Regions from separate parts of the Xenopus tropicalis genome. Here region 2 is linked to region 1. The links are chromatin contacts, called in public Hi-C maps. All regions are on one chromosome and are shown on one strand. Each heading gives the region's core, a stretch centred on a gene start, on an enhancer-like site or on the middle of the called end of the contact. The rest is flanking DNA. Distances are from core to core; before and after follow the strand shown.

Region 1 (3,288 bases), core at 781-3,280:
CGATAGTAAAATATGATTTATCACTCCTATGAATGTGTTTCAACTGTTTGAGTAGTGGAGGCTTTTGCATATTCTACTTAATGGACTATATGTTATATATTACTATATTACTACAGTACAAAACAATACATTTTATTTGACATGACCAGTGCTTTAAATCCATGCTAATTATTTATTTGTAACCCACAACGCATTGTGTGCCTTCTCCATTCATGCCACATATGTGCTTGGTCAAAGCACCAACAGGCAAAAGGCAAATGAGGTGTCCTGTACTCACTGTATGCTCCTGGCAGGTTGCACTAGTGTCCTTTGTGCCAGATGCGCAATTAAAAGAAACAGGCAGAACAAGGAAGCAGAATGCAGCTGCGCCATATCTAGCACCTTCTTAACTGTTATTATTACATGTTACTATTTTGAGAATTCTTGTTCTTTAGGCATTGACATTTTACCTGAAGAAAAAAAAACATAACTAATCCTGCACTATAAAATTGTTAAACCAAGTGGATCTCAGCTTTGTAACTAGGCACAGTTCTCATGCCCTGTCAGGCGACTCAGGAGACTTGAGACATCCATATTTATCATGTTTGTCTTCTCATAATGCATGAGGCAGAGAAGGTGTATTTCTGTGGTCAAAGGTTTGTAATATATCCATTATCAATTTTACAAGCTTATTTTCAGAAATTTTGTGGAAGCCCCTCATCTCAGCAGCTTCTCCCATATTACATGCTTTCCTAAGGCTGTAACATCTCCTTAATCACTTAGATTTCCTTCTCCTCCTGTAACCCACTCGGCCCCCTCCCTCAGGAATTTGCTTTGACTTCTGGCTTGTGGGCATGCTCAGTTGTTTTAAGCGCAGATTATTCAACACGCCCCCAGTCTAGCACATAAAGGTATGTATGTATGCCTTTATTTATAAAGCGCTACTTATGTATGCAGTGCTGTACAGTAGAATACATTAATATAAACAGGGGATTATTAAGATAGATAAATACAAAGTATTACAATAAACACAAATAAATAAAAGATACATTTGCAATAAGATAAGAGTCAAAGACACAAGAGGATGGAGGTCAAATGTAGGCTTTACATGCCCTTTAACATTCAGAGATACCTGTAGTATGTTATGCTTTCAGGAAACAGAGTAACAATGAAAAATGATATGAACATTTTATTATCTAGTCTCTGTGATGTTACATTAGGGTTTTCAAACATTTCTTTTATAGAACTTTTATATTCTGGAACTTTCTCTTGTACTTATGAGCACGTGGGATACATAGTACAGCACATGTGGATTGTTGATAAGTGGGGTTTTGTTCTAACTTTATTTGGCAATATGATAGGAAAAAAGTAATCATTTTAATGTTTAGTGGGTTATCTACTTTTAAAGGTTACAGTTAATGAGCCTGGATTTAGTTTGCAATTTTACAGGATTTTTATCTTGCAGTTTAAAGATTATTTTGGGTATGGTGATCTATAAATTTATAAAATTATACATATTTGGTAACAACACTCAGATCGAATACAGAACTTGTCTTAATGCGTCATCAAATTGTTAATTGCCAAGAGCTGAAGGGTAATGGCCACTGGGAGATTTGTTGCCCACAGTTAAGTCTGTGCTACCGCGGCATTTTGGATTGCAACTGGCAATAATGTATGTAGCCTGAGGGAAAGCATTTTCAGAAGACTTGTCACCCACATTAGCACAGATGTAACTGCAGACCACAGATCTCCCTGTGTGCCATCACACGTTTGTCTTTTTTAAATCAAACAAGTAAGGATTTTGTAGATAAATCCCCATATGGAGTACATAAATATAGCAGAAGACATTTTATAGATGAGAACTGAAGTGTACCACTGATATTTCTGGTGGACAGTGGCATTGTTGGAACCCTAGCAAGAGGTCATTCGCTATAATATTTCAATCTTAGTGCAAAGAAAGCAAGGAAATCATTATCACCAACCCAGAACAGCACAACATTGCTAGTTTTTGTACAGGGCATGACCGTAGATCATTTCTAAGCTAACTGCGCCATCTAATGACCACAAAGTGAACTGCATTCCACAGAACTTGATTGTAGACATACCACACCAGTAAAAAGCTGTGTATAGTTTTATGCAAAGCAAGTTACAACTCAGTATGTATATATATATATACACACACACACAGAAATGATAAAAAAAAAGCTGCACTCCCTTAAAAATGGGTGCCTAAAACCAAAAAATATAATACATACAGTGAAAGTGGTCCGCACTCTAAATATCTGTGTTTCACACAAGTGCTTTATTCTATAAATATCATCAATGTTTCTGCTCTCCGATGGAAGAATTCTGCACTTCACAGGACTTATAATATCCCAAAAAATTTTTATGAGGGAGACTGCTGCTTTGGCCCCTCCAGGACCTTTATCAAAGGTGATAAAGGCCCTGGTGGGGCCAAAACATCAGTCTCCCTCAATAAGAAATTGTTTTAAATATTATAAGTCCTAAAACTTACAAACATTTCATGACTGCACCCAGGCAAAGTATTCTCCTTACACGTGAGTGCCTACCCTACAAGATTTCTATTTCACTTTGGAAGTGTAACACCAATATAAAGAAATTGGCACAAGTGGAAAGAACAGCATGCTTCTACACAGTATTTACACTTGCACCAGAACCGTAAAATCATCTTACACAGGATTTAACACAACATACAGTGGCAGTGTATCTGATGTACCCATCTTTTACACATGTTTATAGCTGAAATTTTTTAGAGGATATTGTGCATCTTTAAAACATTGTGATTTAAGGATGATCTTTTTTAACTACCAAAGCAAATGATTTATGCTATTGTATTTCTTCCTAGTTTTTGTAACAGACTGCCTAAAGAAGGTGTATTTCTATGGTGTCCACTTTAAATAACATTTGTTGTGCTGATGCTGTTCTGTTATGATGTAAAATAAAGTGTTTTTGGGGCTCACCAATATAAATGGGCATGTATTGGTGGTGGGATCCTAAACAAAACAGTTCAGTATCACCACTGCCAGAGACAATACTACATGGAAACAATAGAATAATAAAACATATTACTGTTTACTAAGGCAGCAACATTTCTTTCCCCCTGCATAAAAGAAAACCACATTCATATCATTATGTTTTGTTCTTCTTGAGAAAAGGGGTCTCTCAAAAGACTTTATACTCCTGCAAGCTTTATCCATTCTATATAGTAACCTTAATATTAGCATGCTTAGCTCATGGACCTCTTTCAATAACCAAGCTGACCTGCGCTTGTGGGGATTCTTTGCACCA
Region 2 (3,232 bases), core at 504-3,003, 180 kb before region 1:
GTCATCCTGATTTATTGTAGCTGGTACTCACGTGCCTATGGCAATATCCACAAACATAGAAGCACGAGGGATCCACAGGCCGAAACAGCTGAATATAGCGATTATCTGAAAGAGTGGGTGATAGTCAGTCTTATAGATCAGTGCTGTCCAACTGGCGGCCCCCCTCTGTTTGGCCCCCCACCTGTCTGGCTGCTTTGATGGCTTACTCTTGTGCAAGCTTTAAATGGTATCAGTACTGTGATTAACTGCCCCCCTGCATGGTTCTCACCTCAGATTCAGGCTGTAAACCCTCTGTATTGTTTAAACATGTAATCCCTGTGTTGTTCACACCTTTTAATTCCTGCATTGTTCACCCCCTGCAGTGTTCACACCTCAGGCTCAGGCTGTAATCACCCCCATTGTTCCCCTGTTCACACCTCAGACCTCAGAAACCCACAAATAAACCCTGCACACAGGGTAGGGCAGGCAGAGTATGGCACACACAGGCAGGGTAGGGCAGGCAGAGTATGGCACACAGGCAGGGTAGGGAAGGCAGAGTATGGCACACACAGGCAGGATAGGGCAGGCAGAGTTTGGCACACACAGGCAGGGTAGGGAAGGCAGAGTATGGCACACACAGGCAGGGTGAGGAAGGCAGAGTATGGCACACACAGGCAGGGTAGGGAAGGCAGAGTATGGCACACACAGACAGGGTAGGGAAGGCAGAGTATAGCACACACAGACAGGGTAGGGAAGGCAGAGTATGGCACACACAGGCAGGGTAGGGAAGGCAGAGTATGGCCCACACAGGCAGGGTAGGGAAGGCAGAGTATGGCACACAGAGGCAGGGTAGGGAAGGCAGAGTATGGCAGGTATTTGCTGTACTACAACCATTAATATGGGTATGGTCATGTGATAACACAGGTGTGGTTTCAAGTGGGTGCGGTTTCAAAAAGGGGAGTGGTCAAAACTGGCTTCCATTATCGGCCCTCTACCACGTAGGTCGGAAAAATTCCGGCCCTCGGTACCACAGAAGTTGGACAGCACTGTTATAGATGAACCAGGCTTAACTGTTGCACATGGAACAATAATACACATTGTTTTGCCACTGAAGTTAATTGCGTGCTGTGTCCTCTAGAGGCATAACATATATAACAGTAAGTGGAGAAACCTAGGCAAGAAATGTCAACCAAAGGTAGTTTTGGTATAAAGAGAATGAATAATATGTGAGCTTCTTGTAAGACAAAGAAGGAACATTTACAAATCTTGATTGACATTTGCCAGTCGCAGATGTATTGCCCTCTTACCGTGGGTGATGCACTGCTCCACAGAAGGGTTTTCCTCTTGACCGGGCAGAGCACTTTCTTTCTGAGGTAGAAAGCTTCTTCCAAGTATAGGATCAATGATATTATGACAAGTATGGTCAGGATTCCAAAAGTGCAGAGGTGCAGTGTGTCCAGTTCTGAAAAATTGAACACATGTTAAGGCACAGAAACAAATACAAATGGGATTTGTTTTTCAGAATGCACCTGGGCTTTGCCACATAATGGGTCTTTTTATTATTCAAATTAAACTGAAAATCATTAACAACTATGTTCTTTAGTGTGCGTGCGCATAATGAGCGAGTTGTTCACACACATGTGAATAATGAGCGAGTTGTTGCACTTATGTGCATGGGAGTGTCACAACATGGCTGCCTGCACCGAGAGCTCCCACCCAGTGTGGGCAGCCTAGGGCTGCAGGGGGCTTTTTTTTTCAAAAAAAGCTATTGTTTCCCTAACCAGAGCTTGTGTTGTGATTAGTTGTGATTATGGCTTCCAGGGGGCCACAGTGGGGTCATACAGGCTACTGGTTTTATTGTTTGGTATAGGGACCAAGGAGCAAGCTGGCTGGGAAACAGGAATTGAGGCAGGAGTTAACGACTAAAGTAGCTTTTAATAAGCAGAACCAACAAAAAAGCAAGAACAGACATAGGAAAGTTTAGGTAGGGAGAATGACCAAAGTTCAGCACTGCAAAGGTTAATGAACACAATGTCCAGAAGCAATAGCAGGGCAAAGCTGACAGGGTTTAATCAAGGTAAAGCAGAATGAGAATTGCCTCTGCTAAAATACATGTAGAGACAATTAGTAGTGTGTCTTCACCCTAAGAACATTGACGTCACACCCAGCATGTATACCAGTTCGGTGCTGGTGAATGTTTGTACACTATGGGGTGCACATTAAAAATTCCCAACCAGTGGTGTTTATAAATTCCAGAGCTGGCACATTGCCCTTCGCATAGGGTGTCAACACATCGGCAGGGTTACCTTCCTTGCTATTTTCACACTCCACTAAAATGTTGCCTATTTATACCCAATACCTCAGTGAAATTAAATTTGAAATAATTTATCGCAAACACTAAACTACGTGTTTATACAAATTCAGCAAGATTGTTAGAAACAAAGACATATATGAATCCAGCATCTCTTCCTATGCAATATATAAGACATTTTTCACTACTAATGACCATGTTTTCCATAGTCCACAATGTTTTTGCCTACATGAACTTCAACTCATTGTATTCTAGTTGTCACCAACTGAATGTATTATAACACGTACGCTGCGGCAGCTGAGAAGCGGCAGGAGGTTTGGAGAAGCAAGCTTTTGGAACACTGTAATTGGCAATCAGAAAGTCCACTAGCTGTCGTGGGATTCTGCAAGACAAAGAAGGGAAAACATCAATGCCTTTTTTAGGAGAAAGCCATAATGTGCCAGCAAATGCAGATTACAGAACTGCCATTAATTAATGTAGGTGCCTTCAGTTATTAATATACAGTATATACACACCCATATAGTAGAAATATAAAAGCCAGTACTATACAAGTAAGTATAAGATAAAATGGGGAAGGTTCTCCTACAAATAACCTTTAGTAGGATGTGATGGTACTTTGAAAAATGTATATATTATATATATATATATTTTATATATATATTATGTTATGTTTTATAAATTGCCTTTCACTACAACCTAAGAATTAAAATGCTATTGGTTGCAGCAGTATGTCATGGAAACCTATTCTTGGTTGCTTGGGTAAGTGGGACAAGAAATGCCAAACAATGGTGGCAACTAGGGGTGGCAGAAGAGGCACAGGCCTAGGGTGCAACAGTAAAGGTGGAGCAAGGCATATGCCTTTTTTTGTCTGCCTAGCCCTACTTCAGCTTTTTGTAACTTTGGCTATCCAGCAGGGTATTATTTCATATACTAAGGGGCACA

Evidence for each region. Hi-C and Micro-C count contacts between places; a contact is called where the count stands out from the background.
Region 2: a contact with region 1 is called in a Hi-C map of gastrula embryo, with 1.7 times the contacts expected there. The contact joins two enhancer-like sites. A contact is called at or near these places in 3 of 5 Hi-C or Micro-C datasets (brain, gastrula embryo and tailbud embryo).

What each region holds. Positions count from the first base shown.
Region 1 is chr5:102,684,418-102,687,705 of UCB_Xtro_10.0, reverse strand. All of the region lies in intron 12 of tnk2 (tyrosine kinase, non-receptor, 2), which reads left to right. Among named protein-coding and RNA genes, the nearest start is that of tnk2, 39 kb to the left of the region's middle. Within about 2 kb of position 2,030, at least 3 of the 11 cell types and tissues checked have an H3K27ac peak or open chromatin away from gene starts, as enhancers often do. A contact at or near this core is called in gastrula embryo, where this site is marked.
Region 2 is chr5:102,861,297-102,864,528 of UCB_Xtro_10.0, reverse strand. slc51a (organic solute transporter subunit alpha) reads right to left here. Exons shown (of 9, transcript XM_002934046.5): 2 at 2,578-2,672; 3 at 1,287-1,441; 4 at 32-105. Among named protein-coding and RNA genes, the nearest start is that of slc51a, 8.9 kb to the right of the region's middle. Within about 2 kb of position 1,753, at least 2 of the 11 cell types and tissues checked have an H3K27ac peak or open chromatin away from gene starts, as enhancers often do. A contact at or near this core is called in gastrula embryo, where this site is marked.